Regions from separate parts of the Macaca mulatta genome. Here region 2 is linked to region 1. A link is a contact called in public Hi-C data. All regions are on one chromosome and are shown on one strand. The core of a region is the stretch at or near the end of the contact, and the rest is flanking DNA. Distances in the headings are between cores, read along the strand shown.

Region 1 (5,848 bases), core at 1,982-4,481:
CACAGAACTCAAAATCTTTCCTTCAAATTTCTATCTTCCTATGTGTTCTCTATCGAGTCACTCATATAATCTAGAGAAACGGAATTTGCAGGCATCATTGTGCCTTTGCCCTTAACCAGTCACACTACAACTTCTTTTTACTTTATTCCTAGTTATTTCTTGACTCTTCCTATCTCCACCTCTCATGCATTTCTACTCTGGTTTCTGCAGGCCCCTAGTCACTTCTTGCCTTGATTAGTGCAAGAGCCTCTAATCATTCTTTCCACTAACAACATTGTTGTCCTGAAAGCCATTCCCTGGAGTCACCAGAATTATCTGGTCCCAAATCAAACCAGAACATTCAAGGGTTCCTTGAATGAACCCTTCAGTGGCTGCTATCATCTCCAAAGCAAAGCCCAAGTGCCTTAGCAAGAACTTTGGCCACTTTCCCAGGAAATACTCTCACTCCTCCTGACTCACATGTGCTATCAATATGGAACTCCTAAAGTTCTTGATGTGCCCTGCCTGGAGGGCTCCTTCCAAACCCACTTTGTCACAATTCTCCTTGAAGGGTATGTGATTCAGCTCAGGGACTATCTCTTTCTGATTCCTCTTATGACACCTTAGGCTAGCCTAAGCCCTCTCCCTTCTGTATGAATAAAATCTTATATCCACATCTATTATTGCATTTACTTTATAATGCATGCATTTTTGTGTAATATACATATGTATATATATGTATATGCATATATATGTATTTATGTATATCTATATACCTCTATCTAATCTATCATCTATCTCTCCAGCCATTACACTTGCTTTACAATGATTCACATGAGTTTGTCTAACCCTATTTGTCTATGGACACCTTAAATCCAGCAATGAACCTGTTCAGTCACCTATGAATCTCCAGTGACTATTTTGGTACATGGACTAAACAAAGTCTGTATTCCATCAATACTTTTGGAAGGAAATCATGAAGAAACACAGTTCCATCTCTCCCACAAACAGATCAGAATATATGGAATAATAACTGTCTTGCATAATTTGGATATCTGTCCCCTCCAAGCCTCATGTTGAAATTTGATCCCCATTGTTAGATGTCGGGCCTAGTAGAAAGTGTTTGGGTTATGGGGGTGGATCCCTCATGAATGGCTTGGTGCTGCCATTGCAGGAGTGAGTGAGTGCTCACTCTATTCGTTCCCTCAAAAGTTCACCCCCAGCCAGTTGTTAAAAGACCCTGGTATCTCCCTCCCCTCTCTCTTGCTTCTTCTCTCACTATGTGACTTGCACAAGCCTGCTCCTCTTCATCTTCCCCAATGAGTGGAAGCTTCCTGAAGCTCTTATCAGAAGCAGATGTTGGTGTCATGCTTCTTGTACAGCCTGTAGAACTGTAAACCAAATAAACCTCTTTTCCTCATAAATTATGCAGCCTCCATAAGTATTCATGGAGAACTTTCTATGTGGTCAGTGCTCTTCCAGCTGCTAGAGATACAGCAGAAAACAAGATAAGTCTAACTTAGCAGAGCTTACATTCCAGGATGCCAAATATACTGACAACATAAAAGTCAACACATAAATGAACAAAAGGACTTCTGAAAGGGCTAAGTCATTCAATTAATTTTAGAACTATTTATTGAAATCCTGTGTAAGGGTCTGACACCCTTCTGGGTCCAGAATATAGAGAAAGAAACACAACAAAGATCCCTTCCAACATGGAACACACAGATAAAATTCAAAGGGGGCTGGACAATAGTAGAGGGAGACTTGGTATAGGAGCTGCTTTCAGTAGTATGGCCAGCTAGGGCTCCTTTAGGAGACACTGTTAGAGTTCAAGTTTGAATGATAAAATCAGCAATGCACAGAGCTGGCATTGAGAGGGTGGAATATTCCAAGATAGGGAAAGATGACGAGCTTGGTTTTCACTGTAAATATAGCAGTCTTGAGACTGCTAGCCTGACGAAAACCTACTTGCAAGGTTGGTCGCTGGTTGACATCTGAAAATTTGGATGTCAGTAGTGTTTCCACCACTAGAAAGTGGCTTAATTAATTGATAAGCTTTAACTAATTGATAAAGTTGGTTTACTATACCTAAAGTGTTTATAAACACAATGTGACTTATGCTGAACACCTGCTTTTCTTGGAGAGTCTGGAATGTTGGTGCGTGTTAGGGTAAGAGTGCCTATGTGAGCAGCCCCAAATAAAAACTCTGGATACTGAATCTCTAACAATCTTCCCTGGTAGACAACATGTGTCACAATTCGACACTGAAGGAATTAAGCATGTCCTGTACGACTGCACTGGGAGACAGGACTCATAGAAGCTTGTTTCTTGTTTCCTCTGGACTTGAACTCATGTGCCTTTTCACTTTGTTGATCTCCTTTGGTATCTTTTCACTGTAATTCACTGTAGCTGTGAATATGACCATATGCGGAATCCTGTAAGTCTTTCTAGTGAGTCATTGAATCTGAGGATGGTTGTGGGGATCCCTAACGGTATACTTATTTCATGTAATTCATGTCATATATTTGAAGAAAGGGGTTAGTGTGAACAAGAGTTGGGTTTAGTGCTAAAGACAGACAAAAACGAGCGATGTGTTTTGCAGGAAAGACCAGCTTAAGAGAATCAACACCAATAAGGCTGCACAGTAATGAAACCTTTGGCAGGTTTCATTCAACTGCTTCAACTCTTTTTTGGTCTTTTTATGATTTTCTCATCATATCATTCTTTCTAAGTAACCCCAAGACTTTAGACAGTTAAGTCATTCCTGGATATTGGCCTAAGTCTTTATCTTCTTAAAATGGTTCTTCCATGTTTACAACCATTACAATTCACCAAACATAAATTAACTGTCTTTGAGACTCCTCAAGATTACATTACTCCATCATTAAATGAATAGTTACTAAGTACAGATATTTCATTGTAACCCTAAGTACTAAGGTAGTCACTGGTAATTCAAAGATGACTAAGAGAAATCCATCTCTGTTCTCAAGGAACTTGCTCAAGGGAAGAAAAGTGCCAAAGAAAAACAGGCAAAAAGGCTTTGTTCGGATTGCAGTTTTGTAATTGCATATAACTTTTCAGAGCCTTCTGGCCATCCAAAGCCACATGTCCTATGCCACAGCCATGCTCCCAACAGGTGAACATAGAAAACTGTAGGTGAGTCAGCATATGGAAAATGCTGGGGATTCCTGAAATAGTACTGAGTCATTAATCACTGATATCCTGGCTCAGTTCACCAAGCAACTGGGAGTGAATAAGCAAAGAAAGTGAACTAATGGTTAGAAGATGGAAATACCCCTGGGGACATTTGTTGAGTCAGTATAAGAACGTGGAAAACTTCAACAGTCACAGATTCAAATGGAATGAAATAAGAGGAGAAGCACATTCCCCAACAGCTTGATCTCTCATCAAAAATTGCTGGCAAGCACCACTCTTCTGAATTCTCTACTTTGGGAATTGGAGGAAGGAAGAAAAGAGAGGAATAAAATGTTGTTCTTATCCCAGCAGATTCTAAATTTATGTGATGTGACAATACATAGTATACAAACACATAACCAGTGTTTGATGTGTGACCTTGAATTGACTTATATAAGGCAAATTATAGTATAAAGGAAAAGTAACATAAAAGAAAACAACCTGGAGAAACTGATGGGAGGGAAGATAGGCTTTGGAAGGGGTAAATAATTAACTCAAAATTAGATAGTTTAAAAAAAAAACTACAAATGGGGATTCACATGTATGGGTTGTTTCAAAATACTGAGTCTTGCCAAAGTTGCCTTGAGAGAAAAGTCAAAGTGACACTAGATATTGATATGTTTGGTTTAGTGCTACTTCCCACTAAATTTGGAGCTTCTCTAAGATTATAAAGTGAATTTCTGAGGATAGCCAGTTGCTTCATTGATTTCCACTGCAAAATCAAGGATGTGGTTTTTTTTTTTTTTTAGGAAACAAAGATTTCACTTACATGTAAAAGATATATTTAAGAACACAGTAAACTTCTAAAAGCACAGCTTAAAGGAAAAGAACCACCCCCAACAAAACACTTTTTTTCAAACTATTAACAGTAAAAGAACACACACACACACACACACATATGTTTGTGTGTATATATCATACAAATGTTGAATTGGTTTAAACTTGTTTGTACATTTCAGCTAAAGACCTAAATGTAGAAAATTGACCAAGTCATCTCATGAAACTCAGTAACCTTCATGTTCAGCATAGTACTTTCCCATTTTTTCTACTTTCTTCACTTAAGAACTTATTCCTACGTATCTCTTTTAGCACATGTACACATTTCAGCATCCCTGACGTGAACAGGGAGGGTCGAACACCCCCAGGACTGCGAAACTAACGCTCATTGACTGCATCCTCTTATTCAGTATTGTGCTAAGCACTTGATGGTCTTATGACATTTAATTCATAAATGCAATGCACTATGGGTGTTCTTATTCTCATGTTACAGTAAAGACTAAAATGTCCATACTCTCGTTTGCTCTAAACAACAGTTAGGCTCTGAGAAGGCTCATCCACTGGTAATGCCACATGCAGGGCTCATCCCATCAGCATTTGCCAGTCCAGTCCAGGGCGGGCTGCCAGGCCTGCCATTGTCTAGGGCTATTGGATCCCAGTGTTTGGAAGACCACTGATGGCCACTTCATCCAGTCACACCAAATGCATGACCTTGAGGGACACCACCCCTCTTCAAAAACTGGAAGCAACTCAGCAACCTAACCAGCAATTTCACAAAAACCAGGTCAGGGAGATGATAGCTTGTCCATGGGTTTACTTATGAAAGCTGCTCAGTAAATTTATCGTAGCTGGGTAGTAATGCAGGGTTGGCGACTCCTCAATGCCACATCTGCCCCTGAGGGAGTTCCAGGAATTCTGATGGAAATTCATCGAGTTTTACTTCTGCGCACATTCTGTTACCCAGGCTGGAGTGCAGTGATGCAATCAAAGCTTACTGCAGCCTCAACTTCCTAGGTTCAAGCAATCATCCTGGCTCAGTCTTCTGAGTAGCTGGGACTATAGGTGCATGCCACTATGCCCGAATAATTTTTTAAATTTTTTTGCAGATATGGGGTCTCATTGTGTTGCCCAGATTGGAGAGCAGTGCCACGATCGTAGCTCATTGCAGCCTTGACTTCCAGAGCTCAAGCAATCCTTCTGCCTCAGCTTCTGAGTAGCTGGGACTACAGCTGTGCACCCCCATGCCTTCTAATATTTTAAATATTTTTTGTAGAAGTGGGGTCTAACTATGTTGCCCAGGCTCATCTCAAACTTCTGGCTTTAAGCGATCCTCCTGCCTCAGCCTCCCCAAGGGCTGGGATTACAGATTTGAACCACCATACCCAGCCCTTTACAGGTTCTTTAGCTTCTCCTGTGGATGCCTGTCTACAGGGACAGAATGCAGTACCCAAAGCTGAGAAGACAAGTTTTGTGCTTGCACAGGATTCCCCGTTAAAGCAAATAACAATAATGTGAAGTGAAATGCTGTCTTTCAAGAAGTTATTTGCTCTTCACAGATTTTTTTTTCAGTGAATCCTTCCCATTTATTTTACACAAGACATTGCCCAAGTCTCATCACCTTTCTTAGGCTGTAGGTAATTCAGAAAGCTATAGATTTATTAATATTTATAATATTCTACTGGACCATTTCTCTCCTTACATTTTCACTCAATCAGTCATTAGCTATTGAGCATCTGTGATATCTTTCATCCCCCTTGGAATAAAAGCATTACTTTTTAAAAGTTTTCTTGGCTTCATTGACTCATGTTCCTATCCTTTCTCCATGAATAACACTTGTTTGCTCAAGCCAGACACCTGAGGGAATCCTGCCTGCCCACTCTCCCTATGTCCCCTC
Region 2 (5,848 bases), core at 1,270-3,769, 310 kb before region 1:
TGAGAACTGAGATTTTCTTGTTTTTAAATGCCTTTTTAAAGAGTAATAATTTCTGTTATTTTAAATGTTGTTTGATTGGTGCTTCCATTTTTTTCAATACAAGAACTATTACTGTTATTTAGGTATTTACCGTAAGTCTTTTTATTATACTTGCAATAACCTTGTAAGCTTAATCGGTACTATATTACAAAAAATGAGTTTAAAAAACTATCTTACCTCCTTCAATTAAACTTTTAGTACTTGTTGCTCTTTATAAAATATGATTTGGTTCTTACAATGTAAAGAAAATGTAATACTTGAAAATAATTGGAAACCAGAGAAAATTACAATAAGCCGAGATTCCTATTTCTGCTCTAATGCTTTGATAACGGGTTAAAGGCAAGGAAAAATAAAACCACACATGGAGCTGAACTAATGCAACAATTTCTTGGATAATCCAGTCTCTAATATTATTAGTATCTAAAATTTTAACCAGGCCCAACCTCTCCTCCTAAATAAGGCATTCAAAAGAAATACAACAGGAAGATCACACTGCCATCAATGGTACTAACATTATTTCTTCATGTCTTTTTCTAAAAAGGTAAGCTTGCTTGAAACCATGTTTCAACATCATACACTAGAAATCCCTAAAATTATTAGAAATGGTCATTTGAAACTCCGTCACTTTTCACAGATAGCCCACAGATCATAAGTCAACAGTTTCCATTAAACAGCTTTTGTATTGTTATCCAAGAGAGAACCCTCACTGTAATTGTATAATCCTAGTTTCCATTAAGGTAAATTTTATATTTTTTGCATTTTAATAAAAATCTCAAGAGTTTCTTTGAAATTCACAATTCCTACGTTGCATGTTCCCAATCAGCCTTAAATCAACTCAGTAACATAAAGCAATAATATAGAGATTCTGCTAAAAATATTAAACTTCGAATAAATATTTTTTAAGAGCTGGACATAGCAATAAGAACATTAAGACAGACCGAGTTTCTAGGGATTCCATTACAGAAATCACTAGAATTTTGAAATAGGGGTTTGTTGCCATGAAACGTGTTTCAAGCATAGTTTTGACAGATAACGTACCTCTTCCACTTCGACCGACAAACCTGAGGTCATTAAATCTTGCAACTTGGTTCTTCATGGCTGCGGTAGCATTTCTAAGCTCAGCCGAGTAGTTTTCATCATTGCCGGCCATCACAGTGACCAGAGTGCCATCTGGAACATCCCCTAGGGCCACCACCTAAACACCAGTCAAGGGACAAATGCAGACATCAGGAATGTTATACATACACTTTTAGGGCATTTGTGTAGTGATTATTCTAAAATTAATTGTATATTCAATGATTTTTTTTAGGTTGCAGAGGAATAGCAATGATAACTCAAGCAAAACAACAGAAAAGTTATAAGGGGAAGACACTTTTTTATTATATTTTAGGTTGGTGCAAAAGTAATTGCGATGTTTGCAATTTTTAATTCCAAAAACTGCAATTACATTTGCACCAACCTAATACATTATACATAACTATATGTAAATTTTCAAATAATGACACATATACTAAATTTACCTAATAAAGCCAGATTAGGTCATATAGCACAGCTGGAACAAGACGAACCATAGCAAGATGTCAAGGATTTTGAGAAGCTATGTCGTCTCCTGAATACAATAATCTCTTCTTAATTCCTCCCATTTGAGAAACAGAACATCCTGTGTTCGTAAGTTTATAATCTAACCCACCTTTTACTTGCTCAGACCTCCACTAACAGGCTGAACAAGGCCCATACTTTACTTTTAGAAAACAAAACAGAACAAAAAACAAAACAAAACAAAAAAACTTATTTCTGCTAAAAGTAGATTTCATCTTGCTGACGATTCTTAAGTACTTAAACTGTCCCTCTATAGTTCATCTTTGATACCTCCTACTTGCTCCTATTATCTTGAGTTTTACTAGCAATGAATTCCAGCACACAGGGAAAAAAATCAGAAATGTACCCTTCGTTTACTAATTACAAAATCAACAGACCTCAGACAGACGGGACATTCACTTCTGTGCACTCCCCTCAATTCCGGGGTAGAATTGAGTTGTATTTTTATATCTGTGAGTCCCAAGGTGTGTAAACTCATATCCTCACAGATGCCTGAGGTTTTCCGCTAGCCCAGCTGATCTTGACCAGGAATTTATTTAATGTAACTGAATAAGCATGAAGTCTTATCAGGGATATTGGAGAAAACTGGTAGATAAATATTTTTTATACTCAGGTAGTTAAGAAAATGAATTTCAAAGTAAAATACTCTAAAGAGCATGACCTAAAGATACTTCGAACAATAGTATCAATTTCTTGGTTATCATTGAGGCCTTCTAGAAACTATTTTCTTGGTCTAGACATTTATTATTGGCTATATTTCCTTTGTTTCTATTTTTCAAAGCAGTCACACAACTTCAAATTGAAATGCCCCAAGCTGTATTTATTCTGATCATTTCTGACATTCTTTATGGTAAAGTCAGTAGTGACATTTATATTACTCATTCTAATTACATCATCATTTTTGGTTGCTGTTTTTGAATTGGTAACAGTAAAGCATTCCTCAACCTACTGTTACCACTCCTTCCTCTGCCTCCTACTTCCCAATTTTTACCTTAATAATTGCTATATAATTTTTCTGTAGCATATATTTTCAGGCCTCTTTTTCTATATGTAAAAAAGGCTGCCATGGACTCACTTGTATGATATCAAAGTCATGTTTCTCAAGATCCCCATTTTCATGATCTGCCCAGCCATCACCCTTTCCCTTGGCCTCCAGATGACTATCTATTGTTTTTACTCAGTAGAACTGCTTCAGTCGTTGTGGCACAGAACATGAACTAACTCACTATGAGAGATGAGCATACTTCCAACCCCAAGACTACAGCAGGGTAATCTAGTCTCATAGAAACAGGGAGGCATTTTCCTCTATTTTATCCAACTTGCACTGCCAAACGAGGTCTGGGCCTTTTATCTCTCTTTTTAATCCTTTCATTGCAATTGTTGGACATGTTTTCCATAGAGGAGAGTTTAAAACTCTGCTATTTATTCCCCGAGCACCCTCTAATTAGCTATTTAGTTCCCATAATAAGTGTGTTTGTTGCCATTTAATTAAGAGCAGTGATACGACAATTCCCTTTTTGTTTTAAAAAGATATCACTAAAATAAATCTCCCTGATCAGTTATTTGGTTATTGTTACTGTTTTTTTTTTTTTTTTCTATTCCCGAAAAATGGGCTTGCTTTATTTTGCTCTTTTAAGTCTCTTACAACGAATTTTCCCCTTTTTTTCATGATTCTCACTTCCCTTTGTAAAGTTAGCTCACGGTGTTGAAATGCCCTTTTTGAACACATATTTTTACTTCCTCATCCTCCTCTCCCTGTGGTAACCCAGGCTTCTCTATTTTAAGTCAGTATTCAGAAGGTATACAGAGACTGCCTCGACGACGTGGGTTTCAAACTGAATAACTCATTGTTGGGTCTGGATCTGTAAAAAGGTGAAAATAAATAAATCTTGTTTTATAACTACAGGAATGGATTCTGAATTATCTGCCTCCTACTGCTGTTCCCCTCACAGTGCTCCAAGCCTGGTGCCTCTCTCATCTTTCCAATACTATTCTCATTAGTAATTTGGCAAATTCACGAGACCTTCGCCAAGTCAAAACAAACATAGGATAAAATTATCATGGAGGCTAAATAAGAAAAGGTTGTTGATGTTGGAATTTAAGAAGAAAAAAAATTAGAAGTTTAACTCCCACTCCTCTCTCTCTCTTTTTTTAAATGCAGCAGAATCAATGATATTTGGGCACCTACATATCATTTACTTGGCCTTGTATTGATCTCTGAGGGATTTTTTGTTTTGGTACGAGGGTGGGGGTGGGTAAAGGGGAACTATTAAATCCAGGGCAATTTCATTAATAACGTATATTGCCCAATTGTTAACAAGCCTACTCAAGCCAGGTTAAAGAAGTTTTTTTTTTTAATTTAAAACTAACATGTGTGCTAATTTGATACAGGTTTTTTCACTGATGGGCAAATAGAGAGAATGTAAAAATATCTAACTTCAAACTGAAAAAAAGAAACAACTGGAATGAAAAGCTATAAACAATAGGTAAGGAAACACAAACATTTACATTTTAACACAGACCAAACAGGCAAGAAGGGACTTGCTGGCCAAAGAGATCTGATATTTTGTTTTACTTCTCTGTTTTTAAAGTATCAGGAAGTTGGGCCAAATATCAACTCTCTTCTGTACCACATGGACCTCCCAATACTGTTCTTGGCTAGCCTGTTCACAGTTCAAACTGGCATTTTAAACCAGTTCTAATTAGGTTGAAATTACAGTTACAATTCATTTACTTCAAATCCCTTAACCTTGCAGTGTTTCAAAGAAGGCTGTGGAGTGGAACATAGAATTCAGCTGAGATGACATTTAAGGCATAGCTAGGGACCGTGATCTTGCCGACAAATATATTACTTATTTCCTTTTTATGAAAAGAATATTACCATCAGAATCCAAGGCCTCTGAACTTCCTTGCTGAAGGCATGTTTACGTCTTTGGACTGTGGTGTACCAGAGCCTAAACAAGCTATAATACCATGGTATTACCAAATACATCCTAAGTCATCAAAACAGCTCTTTAGGCTACTTCTGTAAATACAGCAAAACACACAGCAAATGTAAGGTTTTCTTAGTAGTAAAAAACAAGTATCTCTCATACTCTATAAATAAAGGTGTTCCATGGGAGGGAAGGAGTAGGGGGAGAACAGGTTGGGGTTCAAAATAAGCAAGTAGGGTTATTGTAATCTATTTTAAAGAAAATTCATAATTTTAAATCTCTCTTTAGTTCAGAAGATTGACATAGAGGATTTTCCTACAGAACTTCAGGATACTCCTAAGAAGCCCTTCAATGATCGTTTCATCAATACCATCGGGCCTTATCATTGTTTCACATTTGCTTCTCTTTATCATGGGGAATATAATAATTATTTACTGGTTAACTTCCTAGGGAGATTGCCTGCGGCTTATTTAAGATCCAAATTTTAAAGTAATAATTTCTGTTGAAGCTGCTTGGGAGGTGGTTGGGTGGGCGGATAGAGTGAAGCCAGGGACACACAGTAAATGAGCCCAGGATGTAGGCAGGTTTTGATGTTTTGCTTGCTTTTATCCCTAATGTTTTATCCCTTCACGTTTGCTGTCTCACTGAACGTTTTGTCTATTCTTCTAGTTATGCAGTGAGCAGGTCTCCTGGAGGAAGAAGCCTCTTTTTATGAGGATTGGGGTGGTGACAGATATTAATCAAATGGTCTGATTTCTCTGCTATCCTTTCCTTTCCCCCAAATGTTCTCAGGGGACCTGCTTGAATGTTTTTCAAGAGATCTGTATTTTGATTTTTAGTAGCCTATAGATTATCACTCAATAAAACAAATTGTTTTTAAGTGAATTGCCAAAAATCATTTTAAAAAGGAAACTATGATTATGGTTTCTGCTAGAAATAATTCTGACGGCTCATAAAAGCAATATGTGTAATTTTTCATTTTTTAGAAGAAAATACTTTCATGTAATGACTTGAGACTCTGAATTGCTCCAATTCCTGAAGATTCTTTATTAATCATTTAGTCTTTTAATATATTTGAGTGTGGGTTTCCTGGCAGAGGAGGGAGTTCAGAAGAGACCCTGATTTTCACCCCAAAGGAAGCCACAAATCTCTTGGAGCCCTAGTGCATTGGGGCAGCCAGGTTTTAATGGCCTTTGGTGGTTATCAGCCCGTCTTGCCTCTGCTCTTTATCTGATAGTGACCCCATGGCCCAACCCTGTTGGTCCCCTCTCAATGCG

What was found. A called contact is a pair of places that touch in the nucleus more often than the background predicts.
Region 2: a contact with region 1 is called in a Hi-C map of fibroblasts, with 4 times the contacts expected there. The contact joins two enhancer-like sites. A contact is called at or near these places in 2 of 14 Hi-C or Micro-C datasets (cortical neurons and fibroblasts).

The regions. Positions count from the first base shown.
Region 1 is chr3:12,213,379-12,219,226 of T2T-MMU8v2.0, reverse strand. No RefSeq gene overlaps it. Among named protein-coding and RNA genes, the nearest start is that of RUNX1, 150 kb to the left of the region's middle. Within about 2 kb of position 3,231, at least 1 of the 40 cell types and tissues checked has an H3K27ac peak or open chromatin away from gene starts, as enhancers often do.
Region 2 is chr3:12,526,557-12,532,404 of T2T-MMU8v2.0, reverse strand. It overlaps RUNX1 (RUNX family transcription factor 1), which reads right to left. Exons shown (of 9, transcript NM_001265962.1): 5 at 1,078-1,234. Among named protein-coding and RNA genes, the nearest start is that of RUNX1, 170 kb to the right of the region's middle. Within about 2 kb of position 2,519, at least 11 of the 40 cell types and tissues checked have an H3K27ac peak or open chromatin away from gene starts, as enhancers often do.